Regions from separate parts of the Gossypium hirsutum genome. Here region 2 is linked to region 1. Evidence: chromatin contacts called from public Hi-C data. All regions are on one chromosome and are shown on one strand. Each heading gives the region's core, a stretch centred on a gene start, on an enhancer-like site or on the middle of the called end of the contact. The rest is flanking DNA. Distances are from core to core; before and after follow the strand shown.

What was found. A called contact is a pair of places that touch in the nucleus more often than the background predicts.
Region 2: a Hi-C map of hypocotyl shows a contact between it and region 1, with 3 times the contacts expected there. The contact joins the promoter of LOC107887116 here to the promoter of LOC107887115 in region 1. A contact is called at or near these places in 2 of 34 Hi-C or Micro-C datasets (hypocotyl and leaf).

What each region holds. Positions count from the first base shown.
Region 1 is chrA03:57,194,229-57,200,162 of Gossypium_hirsutum_v2.1, forward strand. It overlaps LOC107887115 (probable LRR receptor-like serine/threonine-protein kinase At1g14390), which reads right to left and starts at 2,868. Exons shown (of 7, transcript XM_016811260.2): 1 at 1,060-2,868; 2 at 843-976; 3 at 509-752; 4 at 225-418; 5 at 93-130; 6 at 1-23. The coding sequence starts at 2,284.
Region 2 is chrA03:57,339,716-57,345,649 of Gossypium_hirsutum_v2.1, forward strand. It overlaps LOC107887116 (transcription factor MYB124), which reads right to left and starts at 3,619. Exons shown (of 12, transcript XM_041096261.1): 1 at 2,957-3,619; 2 at 2,785-2,831; 3 at 2,622-2,678; 4 at 2,454-2,526; 5 at 2,050-2,105; 6 at 1,744-1,923; 7 at 1,475-1,656; 8 at 1,190-1,335; 9 at 867-1,009; 10 at 581-789; 11 at 322-467. The coding sequence starts at 3,037. It overlaps LOC107887118 (a long non-coding RNA gene), which reads left to right and starts at 716. Exons shown (of 2, transcript XR_001681006.2): 1 at 716-816; 2 at 1,466-1,831.

The DNA of each region.
Region 1 (5,934 bases), core at 1,618-4,117:
CTTCCTTCTCAGCATTTTCATCACTGCAGGAATGGTTTGAGTTAGAGCATTGTGTCAATGGAAATTGAAGGTGGGTGAAAGACATTACCTACCTGCTAAGGCGATTTGAGAGGGGGCTTTCCGAACCCGTCTGTAATTTCATCAATGAAAACCAAGGAACAGATTAAATTTTGGAAAAGCAAAAAGTGTAAATGAAATGTAAATCTGCTTTGTGTTTCCTATACCTTAAGTGGCAATGGGATGTTGTAATTACTAATTTTGGGTGTAAGAGTCTCATCCAACAAAATATTATCAATCTTTAAATCGTTTCCGTAAATCCCAGGCGAAATTCCTGTATGCAGGAATTGAACTCCTCTTGCAGCTCCAATGGTGATTGCCATTCTCTGTGGCCATTTCAGTATCTCCTTCTTTTTCCAATCTGCCAATTCCCAAAGTCAAATCAACGAGTAAATAACATTAATATCCTTTTGCCCTGTTCCTTTAAATTATTTAAGGGGTTTAGGTTTACCAGTAAGATGTTCCCGCAATGATCCGTTGGAAATGTGCTCGAAAACAACGAACACAGTAGTGGCAACATTAGGATGATCCTGGTAAGTTACAATACAGTGTCCCAGAACGCTAACCAAATGACGATGCCTCAGCTTGGACAAAACTTCCATGTGTTGTATCAGATTTTGAGGTGCATGCTTCTGCTTTAGTTTCAAACATTTTACCACCACCAGTGACCCATCTACAAGCCAACCTTTATAGAGCTGTTGCATACATCAATCAAAAGTAACCACTATTCATCTTGAACGTATATCTCTAGGGATTAATGACAATTTAACACAAAATGTATTTACCTGCCCTTGAGATCCTTCCCCCATAAAATTTGATGGGTTAAAGTTGTTGGTTGCATCTTCAATTTCTTCCAAGCTGAAAACGCGATATCGTGGAAGCCCAATTGCAGCTGATCTCATTGTCTGTGGAACTCGCCCTGTGGTGTAGGAAAGAAACCAAATTTTGGTAGGTCGAAATTGAATTAATGATGACAGTATTTACAAAATCAGATGGTCTTACTTGAATCAATGGGTGGTTTGGGAGAGCTACGAACAGACATTTTGTCTACAATGGATCTTTCATCATAATTTGCGTCTTCAGTTGTTCGTGATCTTCGAATAATCACAAACATCAACAAAGCAATAGCTCCTGCAATGGCAACAACGCCTCCAATGATACCGAGTATTAGACCCAAGTTGATCCCAGGCTCCTCCTGCTCCTTGCTTTCCACGGGCTTAACAGCCAATGCTTCTTTGTTGCAAAATGAATAAGGATGTTGGCGATTTGAATTCCCAGTAGACAGACAATTCCATGAACTAATGACTGTTTTGTTTCTGGAGTTTGATCCGATGCATGAAGGGAGTTTCCCTATCAAAAGGTTGTTTGAGATATCTACAAAGGAGAGGTTGTTACTACAACCTGTAGTGGAAGCAAGGGCTCCGCTTAATTGGTTCTGGGCCAAATTAAGATACTGAATTGAAGCCAAGGAGAATAGAAACGATGGGAGTGGTCCCACAAGTCTATTAGAAGAGATGTCCAGCCTCTGGAGCTGATTGAATTTCTTCAGTCCTGAAGGGATCTGGGATCTAAATGAGTTGTTGCTCAACGTGATACTTACAAGACTTTGGCTCAATGAAGGAAACTGAGGTCCAAGGAGGTTGCCACCCAAATTCACAACTTTAAGGAGTGGTAAGCCTGTAAGATCTGGAACGCTCCCATTGAACAGATTATCAGCCAAAACCAGACTTGTTAGATTCTGGAACGATGCAATCTGCTTAGGAATCCTGCCGGAGATGAAATTAGAGGTCATGTTGAGAGCTTGGAGTGAATGAAACCTGTTGATCTTGGGAGGCAAGGGACCCCATAACCCCAGGGACACCAGGGACAATACTCTCAAACTAGAAAACTTGGTGAGGACAGTGAATAATGAATCCATGGAAAACTTGCCGGACAAACCCTGTGGTCCAGAACCTGGTACAACATTCGCTGGAGAGCTCCTGTTTCCAACGATGGTTATCTCCGTCACGCGACTGTTTGCACACACAATCTTGAGAGAAGGAGAATGAGGGAGATAACAGAAGTTGGTCCACTTTGTCCATCCTTGAAGTACCTCAGGGTATTCAAGAAGCTTTTGAACTTGGAAAAGAAGCCTGGTTTCGGTTGAAGTAAGCTGACCTATTGAAACTGGAACAACCATGAATATTGTACAAAGCAATAAACTGAAACCCACCCTGGAAGTCTCCATTCCTGTTGAACTCAAAAAGAAAAAGAAGGGAAGATAAACCTTAAAAAGTAGGAGTAGAAGAAGGAGAAAACATTTCTGGGAAAGGGAGCAATCACATTAACTTGATGCATTCAGTAGCATAATGCACACATCCTTTTAGCGCATAGAGGCCCAGCAGCACCCAATAAATGAAGTTTTCATCTAAAAAAGACAAATATCTGATCTGGGTTTAGCTCACTACTTATTAAAGGTTATAGGATAAAGCTGCTACTTTTACTTTACTACACTTAAATTTGTTGGAAAACGCATTTATTTACAAAGTAGATGAGAAGGTGAATTTAAAGAACGAAAGAAAGAAAATGGTTCAGTCAACTTGAAAATCAGAATCAAAAATCTAAGGTGGGAACTGGGAACTTCACTAGAATAAATAAATATTGGCAATTAAGTAGACCATGCAATGATACTGCCTGGAAATCCTGATACTACGATACAAGATCTATCATATTAAATTGGAGTTAAAGTCAACTTTTGGCTCTCAGTTCAAACACTTCCGTTTGCGGCAACCTCGGCTTCATGTTACGCTAGAACTTTGAGGACCGGAAAGTGATGTACAGTGCGTAAATATTAAAATATTTATATATCCCTTAGTTAACATTTATTAAATATTTTTCAATTTTTTGTTATTTTCAAATTTTATTTTAAATATTTTTAATTTTAATAAAAATTTAATTAATAGTAGCTAAATAAGTCAATAAAACAGCACAAAAAGCAAGGTTGAATCACGTGTGTAAGTTACCAAAATAGTGTCTTTACATCAGTATCCCATAACTAAAAGCAGTGCTATATAAGGAGCCCGCCGGTGGAAGTGTGAGGGGAAAATGACGGGAATGGCCCCCCCCCCCCGGTTTGGCCGTTTTCCTGTGTCACCAATGCCGTTTTGTCGGTGAGATGATTAAAATAAAGGTGAAAAGTTGTCAATTTTTCAAACACGGATTTTAATGATGTATTAGTTTTACCAAATCCCTTAACTTATTATATTATTCTTTTTTGAGGGAATGGTATCCAATTATCCATCCTGTTTTTTTGTTCTTAGCTTACCTGCCTTTCTTCTGCTTTTTCTTTTGTTCAATGCTTAGCTGCCTTCCTTGATTATTATGTTTTTTTATAAAATATTGAGAACTGTGTGTAAATATACGTTTGATATTATATGCGCATATTCAAGATTTATGAAGCAATGGGGCTAGTTGAAGCATGGTAATGTAGTAATTATGTAATAGGGGAAGGGCGGTTTTATATAGCAAGGAATAAAGATGCACATGGAATGCCTTGGAGAAGATGCTTTTTTTTTTTAATCTAGATTAAGAAGAGGGAAGGTAAGTCCTACTTTATTGATGGGATCCTATCATTTATATAGAAGGAAAAAAGTTTTTTTCCATAAATTTTATTCATGTTATTTACTTTCTTAATAGCAGTATTCCAGAACATAGAAAGACTAAGTATCCAATATCTGACTTTTTTTCTTTTTTTAGTTTTTTTGGTAATAAAGATCCGATTGTATGCCAGTATATTTTTTTCTCTAGGTGCCATCAGAATTACTTAGGTTTATCCAATATGTACTACGCATGTTAGTATAATTGTTTTGACTTGTCCGATGATGCATAGTATGTGCCAATATATTTTTTTTGATTTATCCGATGATGTACAGTATAATTGCTTTGGCTTGTCCAACGATGCACAGTGTGTGCCAATAAATTTCTTTCGATTTATTCGATAATATAGTACAATGCTAGATTCAGATGCCAGTTGGTTAATTTGTATATCCGTCTTGAAATCCAAGTAAAGTCAATAGGATTATATAAACATAATTTGACTAGGCTATATGGTAGATTGAAATGAAATATGAATAGATTTGATATAATTGCTCACATATGAATTGTGATATTCAATAGCATGTGAAAGACCATGTAAATTGGCTAGAAATGAGCCCCTGGGGGTGATTGAGTATTTACGAGTCAATAAACTCAAAAATGATTAAATTGATGAGATGAAAATAAATATATAAATCAATGAATGTGAATATATATATAGGAACATATGCTTATAAATGGTGATATGAAATAAGCAAATGAATTGATCACTAAGTCTATGTTACAATTTGGTATACGAATTAGTTGAATAATAGACTTGAATTGATTATTTGTATTTGATAACAATTATGTTATACTGATTTGATTTATAGAAAGATTATTGAGTTTTATCATGCAGCGTGCAATTTATTTTTTCATGCACAAGTTAGGTCTCAAATGAGATCTCGAGCATCAACTTCAGCATCTAGTCAAAATCCCGAACTCGATAATGTTTGTATAAGTCTCTTTTGTTGTTTACAAGCCATGTACCTAGGTTGAGTCAAATTTGGAATATAAAGTTATGCGTCTATGCACTTATGGTTAATGGTTAATATTAGAACTTGGTTAAATATCTAAAGCTTGTAATGGAGTTAAACGTAGTTTGAAATGGTATGAACTGTTGCAAGTATATATGTTGGGAATCGACCCGATTAAGCAACGAATAAGTAAAAAATAGCGAAAGAAATTGAGAAATTGAACACACAAATTTAATGTGGAAAAACCCATCCAAAGAGGATAAAAAACCACAGGCAAAAATAATTTTACTATAATGGCAAAAGAACAAAGAGTACAAAAGATGTAGATAAAACACTAAAGCCCAAAACCTGTAAACAAAAAACCCTCAAAACGTAAACACAAAACTCTCCAAAAGTGTTATGATATCTAATCTTTAATGGGTATATTTTCTAATGTTGTAAAAGAGCTTATTTATAGGCTAAATTCATAAGTCAAATAATAATAAAATAATCTATACTAATCAGAGTTTGACTGAAACAAATAATCAGAGTTTAACTAGGAGATTATCTCTCAAATTTGATTAAAATATGAGGCATACTCAACAAATCTCCACCTTGACTCATATTTCCATAACGCCATCTTTGTCAAAGCCCGCCACGGGCCTATCTTGAACTATGTAAAGAATTAATTGAGTCGAATATGTGCTTAGAAGCTGGAAGACTTCTAACCATCGACTTATGCACTGCCTAATCAAAACTAACCCGGGTCTGATTTTCACGAACATAGTGTCAAACTTTTCAAAACCTACATAAAAAAAACCTATTTTTAACGAAACGATCATACATTTTTCCCTCCTATGACCAAGTTGTCTCTGCTCCAAATGAGTTGACTTCAACTCCGTAAAGGACAAGGGACGTCTAATTTCACCGGTCACTGTAGAACCTTCCAGAATATAAAGACTATTAGTCCTTTTACCTTTTAACAAAACGAGAGCCCTAGATGTTGATTGTAACACCTCTTACCTATGTTCGACATCGAGACAGGATACAAGGCATTACGGGACATAAACACCAGCAAACATACACAATCGACCATAAAATTTGGACCAAATCAAATTCATCCAATCACATGCATATGAAAATTATCCCTTATATGGGCCTATGAGGCCCAAAACTTACATCGGGAGTAGCTCAGGACTAATTCAAGAACTTTAGAAAAACTTAGAAAAATTTCATGAAACAGGGTCACACACCCGTGTGGGTAGGCCGTGTGATCACACACGCCCGTGTCCTCAGCTCGTGTAACTCT
Region 2 (5,934 bases), core at 2,369-4,868, 150 kb after region 1:
TAGTTAACCCAAAGTGCTCCTAGTATTTATTGACTAACAAGCTCTAAGTCCTAGAAATGGTTCAAGAGACCTATTAACAGTGGCTCAAAAGCAAATTAATGTCTTGCTGTGATTGCTGGTATAAATGGATCCATAACTAGTAATCCAAAGCAGTTTTATTAGTAGACACTCGTAAGCTCACAACTAAAACTGCCTATGGAATCATGGTCTTGAGAAAGATAATAATTGGTACTACCTGCTACTGCAAATTCTAATAATGCTACTGCTCCTACTTCTATTAAATGGATATATTGTTAAACCAAACAGTTGAAGATAACTTACACTTTCTGAAAATTTTGGGCTGGGAATTCCAGCTGCTAGAGATCTGAAAAGTGGGGTAACTTGGACTGGGGAACTGAACTCTGCGCTTGATGAGGTAGAAGCAACGATAATGTTCGTTTGGTCATCAGACGATGATATCATCTCGCCTGTGGTAACATAGACACATTTTTTCAGAAACATCATTTTATCTTAATTAACCACTGCGTGGTTACAAGCAAGGAATTCCTTGGCCTTTATACCAGATATAGAATTTCATTACCATGATTTTTGTTTGCACTGGAAAGAGCCCTTGTTTCCTCCTCGGTACTGCAATTCTGCTCTCCAATATGATTTGACAATATATCTGGGTGCAGTTCATCTATTTTAGCCTGAGTCTTTTCTCCTCGTTCCCCAGCTGGATGAGGCATAATTGTTGACCCTGTACTGTATTCAGAACTGGAAGGAGATACCTCATAGAGATCAGGTTGCCTGCAACACATTAATCATCAGTTAGTGGTGAGTATGAAACCTTACTAAATCTGAACTTTAACTGATTTATCTGTTACCTCCAAGATTGTTGACTTCCCTCATTACTACTCCTTAAATCCTCAAGCAAGTCTTTGAAATCTTCAATTTGAAAATCAATATCAGAGATTGTATATCTGAAGGTGTCATTTTCTTTACTCTGATTCAAAAAATCTTGAAGGACCTGGAAATAAAATTTATTAGGATGAAAGTTAGGGACATACAGTGCATAGATTGAACTATAAACCCCACAATATTTAAATTTTAGCACTTTACCTATGGAGAAGCAACATGTTGATAGTATTATTGGATGTTGAATTGATGATAAAACAAAACCAAGATAGAAACTAAAATCATATCTCACCTTCCAAGCATTTTCCAGACTCTCTTCTGTACCGTCTGTGTTAACCTTCAATGCAAGTGAGCTGAGTAGCTCCGCTTGCTGCATCAAAGCAGTTATCTTAGGATCATCCTTTTTGAGAAATGTTCCTTGAGTTCTATAACTCTGAGCTGCAAATGAATAAAGGAGAAGAAGAGTGCAAAATGCTATATTACGAGAACAATTATAGAGGACTGAATATACATACAGTTTTGGCTAAACTGAAAAATAATGTAACTATCATAAAAATCCACTTTGCAGGTGATTTACCATCATCGGAGACATCCTTAACCTTGTTGACCTGAGGTTGCACCAAGTTATTCGCATTGTGGAGATTTTGACCCAATACAGCAAATGGGTGCCTTAGCTGCTGATTGATGATTGTTCCAGATACTCTATGTGCTCTATCTCCAAAGTTGCAACTTTCAGTGAGATCAGGAATGTGGGATCTCCTGAAATGGGGAAATAAAAAGGATTTCGACTTGAGGCCATTACTATGTATATACATAATTCTACATTTATCATTTATGCTATGGTACCTCATTCTCTTAACAGGGGCAGCACTATCAGTTGTTCCATCTGTATTGAACCCATTTTGGAGTAAAATTCTTTTGTTATTAGGATTTATACATGAATTACTATTCTCTTTGGCCAAAGCTTCATATTTGGCTCTCTTCTTGCACAGTGTGGAGAAACGATTTTTAACAGCATTATCAGTTCTGCATTAACCACGTAATCAGTAAAGGTTAATAATCTACAACAGAAAATGGAAAAATGACAGTTGAAAAGAGATCAATTTTCTGCACTAGAGGATTTTTTTCCAAAAAAATCATAGATATATATACCTGCCTGAAACCACCTTTGCTATTTCTGTCCATCTATTGCCAAATATTTTTTGAGCCTGCAAATCACCTTAAGTCATCAGCACATTCAGGATCTACAGAAACACTTATCCAAACTGAAACTAAGTGGCTGTTTTTTGCCCTACTTTTGAAAGACCAAAACTGTGTCAATTAGTTTAAGGTCTGGCCTACCTCTCTATATATTTGTTTTTCCTGTTTGGAAAACTCAAAACCTACTGTACCAGTAACATGCAATAGCCTGATACAACTGATCAATGAAAGTAACATTTCCTCCAAATAAATCATCAGAAGATAAGTTCTTGAAAAATTCATTTCAAGTTTTATTAAAGTAACACTGACCCCATTTAACTTGAATGGAAATGGAGGTTTTAAACTTATTTAATTACCTCACATAAAAGCATATCTTCCTCTGGTGACCATCCTCCTTTCTTGAAATCAGAATTCAAGTATGTGTACCATCTGTGTGTTTGTTGTGACAAAAAAAGACATTAGATTAAAAAGTCAAACAAGACTGAAAGTGATCAAACTTTTGGACTCATCATGGTTTCACCAACCTTCTTCTGCACTGCCTTGTGGTTTTATCCTTGAATTTAGAGGCAATGATCGCCCAGCTGCACTCAAACATTTAAACCAACACAAATCCATTCAATTTCATCCATCATTAAAAAATAACAAACAAACCCTTCAAATGAACGAATGAATGAATAAAAGGCTCACTTTTGAGTTCCATGTAAACTGATTTGTTCTCGAAGTATATCATCTTCCTGCAAACACCCCCCCCCAATATCAAATTAATAAGAACCCCCCAAAACAAAGAATCAATCAATCAAATAATAAACAAAACAGAGGGAACCAAAGAAGAAAATTATTTTAAAAAAGAAAAGAAAACCTCTTGAGCCCACGTCACTATGTGACGCTCCTTCTTCTTGGAATCTTCATTGCCACCATTCTTGTTCTTTGTTTCCTGCATATTCTTTTTCTTCTTTACTCTAATCTCTGTCGCTCTTAGTTGCTGGCCTTCCTTGACGCTCCCTTCCCTTTTATTAAAACCCAAGTGGCATCCTCAAAAAGCCAACCCTTTATTATAAAAAAAAAACCATGAAAAAGGGAACCAATGCTTCCACTTCCCTCTCTTTTATCTTTTTTACTACAAAACTCACTGTTGGGTTCAAACGGAATCCTTATTACTCTCAATAACTCTATGCTTTGTTTCCCCCTTCTACTCCGTTATTCCTCGGATGCTAACCCTTTCTTTTTCCTGTTTATACTTAGAAAATAGAATCACAACGTCTCCACCAATTATATGGTCAATAAAAGCTTGAGCTTTGTGATTCAAATGTACATGTATATACGTAGAATCGAAAAGGGTAGATCTATAATGGATAAAAAGAATTAAAACTTTAAAGAGAAGGGAAATGGAAGAGTGATGGAATGATGAATCTGAAAGAATATATATTTTGGGCTTTTTTCTTTCAAATAAAGAAAGAAACTTTTTGGAAAAATACTCTCTTTCTTGCAAGGGGTTTTTTAGGATTTATTTTGTTGATTTCAAAGAATGGAAAATAAGAGCTAAAAAATATTAATTTAAATCAACGGATTCTTGCTTTAGTGCGCGGGTATGAAGAAGAGTTTGAAAATATTAAAAGAAAAAGAAAATTAAATAAATAAATAAATAACGCCGAATTTCATGACGCTGTTGTGTTGTGTCTTCAATGAATGCCCTGGACACTTACCCCACTCAGCTCCTAAAGCAAACCCTATTTTTACTATTTTCTTATTTTTATAAATTTAATAATTTATCCATTTTCTTTTCTTTTTTTTCCCTGAACTATAATGATTTTAGCGGACATAAAAACTGATGAACCTTCGTATTTCTTCACATCACAGCTCTTCTTCTTTTTTATATATATATTTTCCATTTAAATCTATCGGTTTTCTTATTTTGGAGGGTGAATTTTAGTTTTCAAAATTCAAAACAAGCCCCAGGCGCAACATATTCACGTGAGAGAAACGCGTGTGTTGATTGGATGTAATGCCTGTGTATCAGTCAACGTTGATGGTTTTCATTGGGCAGTGCAACCCACGTGAATTGCTTGCATCATTGGAATTGGGGCTTTTTATTATTGTTTTTGGCTTAATTTTCTGACGCAACAAGTTCTTTTTTATGGCATTTTGTTAGTGTTATTTTTTGTTCTTAAAAATGGGATGCTTTTGCTTTCGTATTCATTCGGATTTTCTCACTTTCCATTTGTTTGGTTGTTTGTTCATGTGAAGCTTATGAATTCCATTTAGATTTTTAGAGGGAAAAATACCAAATCAAAATAGGAAACTTCTCTTTTGGTTATTGGTTTGGATATTTAATGATCCAACACAAACATTGTTTGTCTTTTCTAAAGAAGAAAATGACAATATATATTCCAAATTCAACATTTTTACCTTGAATATTCTATTATTATTTTATTTATTACAAATACCAACTTTAAATTTTTTAACTCATGATTTTGGACATCTTAATGCATTTATATCACTTTTTAAAAAAAATTAGTTTTACATTCTTTCGTAATTTTTTTTATATTTTAACAATTCAATTATCATCTTTTATTAAAGCGGGCAAAACAGACCTGAGCCCAAAAATTCACCTATGCCAATTCAAGCTTATAACGATTAGAATTCGAGGAAATCCAAATCCGAGATAGATCCAACCTAAAACTCGAATTTATGAAAATATATATTTTAAATATTATATAAATATAATTATATTAAAATTTTATAAATAATAACACTAAATTATAAATTAAAATAAATTTTGAAAACATTAATTATGGATATACAATAATTTTTAATGCAATTATTATATGTGTATAATAAATACTCAAAGTTAGTAATTATATAAAAATATGATGATATAATAAATTAATTTAATGTTATGAAAATCAAATTAAGCCTAAACAAACTCACCTACTGAATTTCTTAAACTTTTAGTTAATGAAAATCCATATTATATGTACTTGTTGTACCCATAATAGTTTGAAAAATGAACCCAAAAAAAATCTCTTAAATTAAAATTTCTTGTTAATTTGAGAGATTTTGATGAATACCAACTTGAATTCAAAAACTAATCAAATAATATCACCTTTGGTTTCATTTTTGGTAGGTTCCAAAAGGGAAAGGATTGTATGAAACAGTGACACCACGTCATCTGTATCTCTTTCTAATAGTTTATGCCACATCAGTACTCTTATCCTGAATTTCAGGATTTTATCCTGAAAAAAATCAAATCCAGATTAAAATACTAAAATTCAGGATAAAATCCTGAAATTCAGGATAAGAATACTGATGTGGCATAAAACTATTGGAAAGGGATATAGATGACGTGGCGTCATTGTTTCATACAATCCTTTCTCGGTTCCAAAAATTGTATACTAAGGGTGGGTTTGGGGCAGCGGTGCGTTTAGTTTACTTTTTGTCTCACGCTATAGTATCACTACAGTATCTAATCTCACCGCCACCATTATTTTTACACTAACCGCAGGTAAACGCACCGTCCATCCAAACTCACTCTAAGACAAAATGGGTATATAAGGGCACATGACACGTACAAAATTTAGATATATTTTATTTATATTTTACAATTTTTATAGTTTGTTAGTATTTTTTTATTAATGATCAATTATTATTATTATTATTATATTTTTTATAACAATTTATAATTTTTATAATATTTTGAATTACATCTAAAAAGAAGGAAATAAATAGGTGTCTAGATTCAAATAAACTTAAGTTTATTTGTCTAGGTTCTAACTAGATATACATTTTTAGTATATTTTTATAACTTTTAGGATTTTAGGTTTTTTTAACCGCGTAGTC